2 separate regions of the Anser cygnoides genome follow, and region 1 is linked to region 2. The links are chromatin contacts, called in public Hi-C maps. All regions are on one chromosome and are shown on one strand. Each heading gives the region's core, a stretch centred on a gene start, on an enhancer-like site or on the middle of the called end of the contact. The rest is flanking DNA. Distances are from core to core; before and after follow the strand shown.

Region 1 (4,140 bases), core at 175-2,674, 59 kb after region 2:
TTTTATTTTTCTTTAATGGCTAGAAGCTCTAGTCATCGGTTAAGCCCTGGAGTGAAAATTGTTGCACAAACACAGATGAAAGCACTGAACTCATCCTAAACAGTTTAAAATCTTTGTAGTAGCACAAAAGACAACAGGTTGCTGTAGATTAATTAAAAAGCACAAAACTGGCACAATATTGATTCTGTTCATTATGCACTTGCTTGAAAAAACTATTAAGTATTCAGTGGCAAAAGGCACTGAGGGGTATTTGAGACAGACACAGTTAAGTCTAGGTATTAAGTCTACACACTAAATGATCAGATGAGATAGGCTTTGGAAGGTGAAGAGAAGAAATTTAAAAATGGTCAGTAAAGAAATATACAGAGATAGGAACACAGCTTGGATGAGAAAGTGCAGACATGGACCTTGTACGCTGTCCCAGAGGTCTTTGAGCCAGGGAAAATAAAAGAAAAACTGAATCAAGGTCACGGATGCTGACCCCAAAGGAGACTTTTGGCTAGATGAAAATGGAAAACATGGCATCTTAGAGATATTATGTGCAAAACAGGAGTCTATCAAAACTCCTAGCAACCAGCATATGAGATTTACAGGGAGGTTCATCTTAAATATCATTATGAAATTTCCTTATTTGCTTCTTAACTCTTTACAAAAGCTGGCAGTCTCACTCCACATGCCCCAGCTGTCAGTGCAAGCTGATGACGGTCTTTAAATTGTTATAAATTGAAGACTTTAAATGCCATTAGGCTCTGTGCCTTTGCCCTTTCAAGGATTACCTGAGAGTTGCTTGCAAACCTCACCTTTTTGATTAATTCTTTGTTTCTTTTCCATGGAGTTGAAGCACCACCACATGAAACAGGGTGAAATGCTGTTGCCACTGACACCAGCTGAAGTTTGGGGCATGGATTCAGTAGTTCAGCTGCTTCTCTCACTTTTGCCATTTTTACTGTAATGAAGTTTATTTGCCTGAGATCACTCTATGGGCTTTTTAAAGGTTTTTCACTACCATGAGTCAGGTTGAAGACAATTTTCCCTGCATCCTCTGATTCTGGTGGTATTAAACATGCAACCTGGGGTCTGGAGTCTCAGGCTTTGCCCCTGTGCTTTTACAGCCACCCTGCCACACTTGTAAGTCCTCGTGGGTGGGATCCATCTGACCACAGATACCATCATCTATGCTTGAATATGCATTGAGATTCCTGCACCTTTGTAACACCTGCATTCGTTGTAACCCTACAGTAGCTCCTAAAATAGGTTGGGTAATTTTTCCCTTGAAAGTGCATGTTTCACCGGGAATAAAGGCATCCTGGTGTGACGTGCCTCACAGACATCTACAGTCATGTGAGATGGATTCCACCCTACGTGACCAATCTTTCACAGTGAGAATTTTTCTCCAAAGACAAGAAGAGGTTACTGAAAGAAGAAAGCCAGTGAGGTGAAGAGTGGGAATAATCCCCAAACCACACCTTACTCCCCTATGAGATTGTTATCTGCCCTTGTCTCTCACCCCTTGAGCTATCACTCCTACCCTCCCTTTTGGGCTGAAAGCAGCATGCTTTGGAGCAAAGCCAAAGCCAAACTTTAACCAACAAAAGCCTGCTGTGCGGAAGATGACTCTGCACCGACTGATGGAGTTTGCTGTACCACTGCCTTGTGCTTTGACCGCGCTTTCTGCACAGCACAGGGTGCTCCTCTTCATGTGCCTCTCCTCCCCTCTACAACTGCACATAGCCGAAATGGTTTTGGCAGTGGAGAGGGCTCCACCGATCCCAAATTCATGTCCTGGGGGGCTGAGGCATTGACCGCTGGAACGCTGCCCTCAAGTAATCGATCGGGCAGGGTGGCGCGCAAACCTCGTGCTGGCCAACCAGCAACAAGTTGGGGTATTTCCTCATTCTCTGGAGAGGAACCACTATTTGTTTAACAGAGGCCATCACCCGAAAACATCGGTGTGCCTCTCTCGGGCTGCCACGCTCCAGGAAAGGGGAGCTGGGAAGCTGGACGCAGGCCGTGGGAAGCTCTGGGGCCTGGAGGCCATCTTAGGCCCGTATAAAAGGTAAGCAGTGGTATTTCTTCTCTCAGCATTACAAAACAAAACTTTCTAAAGCCCTAGCTTGAAATTAGAAGCTCACTCTCAGCGCCTCGCCTAACGAAGCTGCAGAGAGTGCTTTTGTTTGCTGAATTAATAAAGCATTTTGAGCGCTTCTGGCAACCCAGAGTGTTTTCCTAAGCTGTAATAACACGGCCAGATCCTCTCTGTGATGTGCACAGGTCACAGAGCTGCGTTGATTTTGGTGGTGGAGGCTCTCGTTAGATCTGGCGATTGACGGTTGCCTGAATTCTCCTTGCAGTGTGAATTGGTGTTGAGATAGGTCAGGGCCGGATCCTTCCCGGCGTAAACCTGCGCTCTCCCAGCCAAAGCGGCGTCCTGCTCCCGAGCTCCAGGTGAGAATTAGGCCCTGCAGCTACGTGCGAGAGATGCGGAGGAGAGCGTGCAGCTCCCCGACAAGACCGAGCTGTACGCGAGGAGAAAAGGCTGTGCCCGTGCTTGTTCGCTCCTCTCTGCGGGGGGAGCAGGTGAAGCTGGGCAAACGAGTGGAAAAGCAAAAGTGGGAATGAAACGGGAGAGCAGGCAAAGGTCAACATAATAAAAAATACCAAATGCATTTGGCGCTTGGAGAAAGACAGTTAAAATACCTTTTTTTTTTTTTTTTTTCCTTCCATCCCCTCCCTGCTTCATCCTTCCTTTGCACATTGCCAGTCTGGTCAGATTTTTATCTTTTTAAGTCAGGGCTTTTTTCCAGATGCTTGCAAAATGCCCTGCCCAATTTTGAGCATTATATAAACAATAGGTAATGACCATAAACCAAGTTAAACGTTCCTTTCTGAAATAGTTTAATGCCAGATAACTTGTTTTAAAGCTGGATTAGAATGCATAATGTGATTATAAAGTACTCAGAAGATAATGCATATGAGCAGAGTGCTCTTATTAAATTCATAGCAACAGAGAACAATGCAATTTTTTGCTGTAGAAATGCAAACTCAGAAGTCTCTGGCAATTGCAGAGCCCTCGCAGCAATATACCGAATCCCTTCAAATCAGAGGTCTGAGAACACAGGTCTGTCTTCATGCCTTACCTCACCTTTTTGCTGTCTTCATTCTGTCATCAAAGCCGGGTTCAGTCTGTCTCTGGCTGTCTCAAAGATCTTCATACTGCCTTCTGCCTGGGCTTTTTTGCTTGGGAACCCAACCTGGATTGATTTCTGTACTCCTACTCTGCTTAATATCTTCCCAACACCAACTTTTGACACAAAACTTTCAGGATTAGCCAATGCACATGACTAAATTGAGGCAGGTTTCACTGTTTACTGCCTTGGCTATTACAAAAACTATTTGCACGTAGCAAGCGTAGGCTTGTGTGCGTGCATGGGTGCGTGTGTATAACACAGGTGTGTGTAACAAAACAGTGGGTATCCAGATCCTTCTTTTACATTTTACGTGCTGATCATAAAGCAGAACCTCTTTTGTCATAAATCACCAGCTTTCTCTGAGGACAGAAACCTGCACGTTTTTTTTTATGCATTTGGAAACCTTGAGCTGGAGTGAAGTTATAAGAATAACAGAATGGTTTGGGCTGGAAGGGACCTTAAAGCCCACCCAGTTCCAACCCCCTGCCATGGGCAAAGACATCTCACACCAGACCAGGGTGCCCAAAGCCCCATCCAGCCTGGCCTTGAGCACCTCCAGGGATGGGGCATCCACAGCTTCTCTGGGCAGCCTGTGCCAGGGCCTCACCACTCTCACAGTAAAGAATTTCCTCCTAATATCTAATCTTACTCAACTCCTTTTTTTTTTTTTTTTTTTAGTTTAAAACCATTTCCCCTTTTCTTTTCACTACAGGTCCTGGTAAAAAGTCTTTCTCTGTCTTTCTTATAAGCTCCCTTTAGGCACTGGAAGGCTTCTATAAGGTCTCCCCTTCTCTTCTCCAAGCTGAACAACCCCTGATCAGAAGAAGTTGTGATCAGTTTGTCCCGTAAAGTTAATAGCAGTGTGAAAGTTCAATAACCTCAGTTCCAATAGTCTGAAATTTCCAACCTTCCATGGAGAAATATCTGTGGATCCAGCTTTGTATTGATCAGC
Region 2 (4,237 bases), core at 1,341-3,840:
AAAGCTCAGCTAGCCCCTTTGGGCCAGCTCATGTATCTCAGTACTTACTGCACTTCTTAGCCACAAAATAGGCCCTTGCTGTGCCTTCAGTATGATGCTGCTTTACCTGCAGCGAAAGACAACTCAATGGGAACCACCTCAGGAAACTCAGAAGGCAGGGGTTAAATGTATTGGTACCCTTGATGTACTTCATCTCTCCCCAAATCCATATCTGCCCTGAGCCCAAGTATACTTGCCAAATGGCCAAGTATAACACAATAAAAATATGAAATGTTTTTACTATCCTGCTTTCCTAAATTAAGGTTTTGATACAAGCATTAAGTCAGCTGCTGTGTCTTGTGTCCTGGTTTTAAAGTGCCCCGTTAAAGGCATATTGGGACCCAGCTCCAGGGCAACACATCAACATTACTCTTGAATCAGATAAGTGGTGATATTTGTTATTTTAGCACAACAGATCCTTTATTTAAAAGCAGAAAACACCTCCTCCAGCACTATCCCCTTTGGAAACAAGGGAAAGAAAACATTCTCTCTAAAAACAGAGTCAAGTCAAAGCCAGGGATTATACCAGAGAACAGGAATGAGAAACTTAAGGCAAAGGCAGGCTTCTACGTGGAGCCAATTTTTCCACGAGGAGCCCTGTACGTACTTTATGAAGCCAGAGGGGAATGTTCTCCAGGTTGCTCTGGGATGGCTGCTTTTGCTGCACAGCTGCCCAGCAGTAGGAGTCCACGTAGGCAGCCTGGCGCCAGGAGAAGGAGCTGGGCGCGAAGCAGCTTATCTGGGCACCTGGAAAACAAAGCAGAAGTGATCACGCACTTGGGAGATTAAAAAAAGAAAAGTTTAGAAAGAACAGCTCACACTTGTAATTTTGCTGTATGCCAAGTTACTAAACTAAGTGATGGAAGGAAACACAGCAGCTCTGTGAATCCCTGAATTCCCACAGAACTGCTCCCACAACTCCCTCAAGGACTCTCTGATGTTTCCTAAAGGTTGAGATAGCAATTAGAAGCACCCATCTTTAGGCCTTTCATATTTTTTGGAACCTCCAAGACCTCTCTTCCCTCCACTTGCCTTAGGCTGGCCAAAGGGGAGCCAACAGATGTAAAGTGTGACCAGATAAGGCTGGTTTCCCAAGGAAATAACCACCACGATGTACCACCATGCCACTGTACTTCCCAGTAGCTCAGCCCACAGCTTACAGGTCTATTGAAACAACACCTCAAACACCATTCCCCCAGCCCTGGAGCCCTTGCCATAACACAAGAGTAGGTGCGTCCCAGGCCCCTGGTTCTGCCTCTGAGACCATGAACACGTTTTGAGGGGTTCTGGTTACCCCTATGAAAACAGGGACTCCCTGCTGTAACTCCTGGCAGGACCAAGACCATGACTAGACACACCACAGTCATCTCCGCTTACTCCCAAAACTTCTCCAGCTGCTCCAGAGCTTCAGATTGAAGATCAAGGCACTAATTGTCAGCAAGAGCAGCTGTTTAGCCAGCCTCAGCCTTAGGGTCAAATTGTGCTCTAACCAGCTACAGGCACCAGTTAAGTCTTCCTGCAACATATCTCAAGGTGCAAGAGCGGTTACTTGACGTGAAGCATCAGTGGCTCCTTAGATGAGAGCTGGTAAAACAGGCTGAGGGGGTTTGTTTTTCTTTCCGAAGCTTTGACAGCGAAAGCAAAAAGTAGTTTCCAGCCAGCATTCCTAGAAGCTGAAACAGGATAGCTGTTTCACCAACTGATTACATAAAAAGTGGAGGCAGCTCTTCCACGAGCAGCCCTCTTCCAAGAACAGCCTCCAACGCTTCCTCCAACACCATGCAAATGTCAAAAGCGCAAAACGGGGAAGTACTGCTACCTTCTTCGTTCCTTAACATATTCATCAAAGTCAGTGCTAGAGGGCAATCCTGTGTGTTTGATAGGAATAGGTTTTAGTATAAGATTATGTCATTCGTTGTGTCTTTTTGCTGCTTAGCTTTTAGAGAATAAAACTGCTTTTGTAACAGATGACTGCACTAGCCTTGTAACTTGTACAGCCTTTTTACAATGCAGCGTAGTGAACAAGCATTATAAATAAAAGCTTTGCTTTATGAATCACTGTTACAATTATTTCTGAGGCTGTAGTATCATAATGACATGGTTTGACCTGTCACAAGCCTCCCTTATGGAAAACAAGTTGCTGTTTATCAGACCAGAGCTCACATGATTTAACAAACTTGGCACGGCACAACCACTTGCACTCTCTCACAGCTTTGGGAGTTTCTGCTTTCCAGAAAATTCCTATTATCCGTGGAAGCTCAAGAAATATCCTGCATGAAAAAAAAATAAAAAATAAAAGAATGCAATTGGAGTGTCTCTGTTCTCTGCTGCATGGGGATCATTTTTGCTCTGCTCTCCTTCACAAACCTCCTCCTGCTGCTGGCTGTGCCCTGGGTGAAGCAGCAAGCAAGTGGCCCTTTCAAAGGGTGAGCAAAGGGTTCAGCAAGAAGCTCTGTCTTATCCGTGTCTGCCTATCTGCAAAAAAGAACAACAACGTGTTTGTTCTCGTGAATGGGTGGGAAACCGCTGAAAGTGATGGAGTCTTTAAATCAGTGATGAGCAAGGCAGCCAGCCTCCTTCTCCAGAGAAGCGCAAGCACAGCATCCCACCAGGACAGCTGCAGCAATCCCAGGGCTGCAGCAGAGCAGCGAGCCTGGCTCCTCAGATCCCCAGCATTTCAGCAGGGACTTTGGAAACCTTTGTAACTTTCAGTCGGGAGCCCGGCAGAGAAGAGACAAACATCAGCAGAAGCTGGGGACTCTCCGGTTATTACCCTGGTTTTTAATTAACTTACTGCAGTCCTGGCTGTAAATAATTGTTAATATAAATTACAACCTTGTGCTAACCGCAGTATGCCAAGACTTAAACAGAGAGGGAATTTTTGTGCATAATTTCCACCGAATGCAGCTGAAAATGATCACAATTTCCACCTTTTTTTTTTCCTTTCCTTCTCCCCTCCAAAGGAGTAACAGCAATGAATCTACACAATTTATGTTTGGACATTCTGGAGGAAGTGAAAATCTGTAGTTTGAACTGGAGGATAAATTGGGCAAAGGGCTAAATGCCTTTCACCAGAACCACTGTGCACACACACACGCACTTTATAGAAGGCAAACAGTCCCCGGCTATCAAAGGGACAGCCTCCTGACTTGGTCACACGAAGACACCCCTGCCCCTTTGCTCCCCCAAGTATTAGAAAAGCAGCAGCCAAGCCTGTAACACTGACAGGGAGGTGCAAGAAGGATGAGGAATTATACACGGCTGCCTTCATTAAGCAGATGCCACAACACAGTCCTTGGCCAAGTTATCATTACAGAGTTTTTTTAATCATTTCCTGGTACTGATTCAACCCCGGGGAGGGAGTTACGGGGATTTGACTTAGACTTTTGCCAAGAAAGGAGCATTAAAAACAAAAGCGGCTGCCCTAAGGAGAGACCACGCATGAGTGCTGCAGAAAATTAAGGCAGTGACAGCAGCAGATGAGCACCTGCGTGTGATAAAACGTCACTTTTGCAGCTAGAGCTGGCGCTGGCAGCAGGAATTGCAGAGGGCAGGCCTGTGTCACCGCCGCCACGGAGCAGCCAGGCGAGCTGCCACCCTGCCCGGCCTTGCCGCGGCTTCACGCCTGGTTTGGCATCAACCCCCAGGTGTCTCCTTCGTGCCTGAGGCAGGAGGAGCCCCATCTCCTGCTGCTGCTTGCTCTGCAGCTCATATCCAGTGCTGGAAAACCCAGCGTGGGATAGGCCACAGGCGGAGGCCCTGTCCTGGTGACATCTTTCCGAGCCTTGCCTACGTCCTGCAGGCTCATTTGGGACTAATTGGTCATCAGGTGGCTGAGAGAGGATGTCTCCATCCCAGCTGGGATTCCTCAGGGCTCAGCAAGCCCACGCTGGCTCCTTTGGCCCAACTGGAGTTGGAAATATTGCTACTGATGCCAAACGAGCAGGATTTAAGTCAATTCTGCTGCTCCCACCCTGCTGCCCTCGTAGGTGCTTTCCAAAACAGCAGCCTACCTACAAAAAGACACTTCCAGCCTCCCAAGGAAAATCCCAGGTCAGAAGGAGAGTCCCACTTCTGTATGTGACTGCCTCACTGGTGGGCAAAGTGACACCCGCAGAGGGCCAGCACCCCAGGCCGCGCACCCATCCCTCGCCAGGAGGGGATGCCCAGCAAGCAGGACTGGTTCCCTCCCCGGTGG

The links. A called contact is a pair of places that touch in the nucleus more often than the background predicts.
Region 1: a Hi-C map of liver shows a contact between it and region 2, with 9 times the contacts expected there. The contact joins the promoter of LOC106034146 here to the enhancer-like site in region 2. A contact is called at or near these places in 2 of 7 Hi-C or Micro-C datasets (both in liver).

Annotation. Positions count from the first base shown.
Region 1 is chr1:200,921,024-200,925,163 of Taihu_goose_T2T_genome, forward strand. LOC106034146 (transmembrane 4 L6 family member 1-like) reads left to right here and starts at 1,425. Exons shown (of 6, transcript XM_048076519.2): 1 at 1,425-2,056.
Region 2 is chr1:200,860,716-200,864,952 of Taihu_goose_T2T_genome, forward strand. PANX1 (pannexin 1) reads right to left here. Exons shown (of 5, transcript XM_066989877.1): 2 at 647-786. Among named protein-coding and RNA genes, the nearest start is that of PANX1, 9.3 kb to the right of the region's middle. Within about 2 kb of position 2,591, at least 3 of the 3 cell types and tissues checked have open chromatin away from gene starts, as enhancers often do. A contact at or near this core is called in liver, where this site is marked.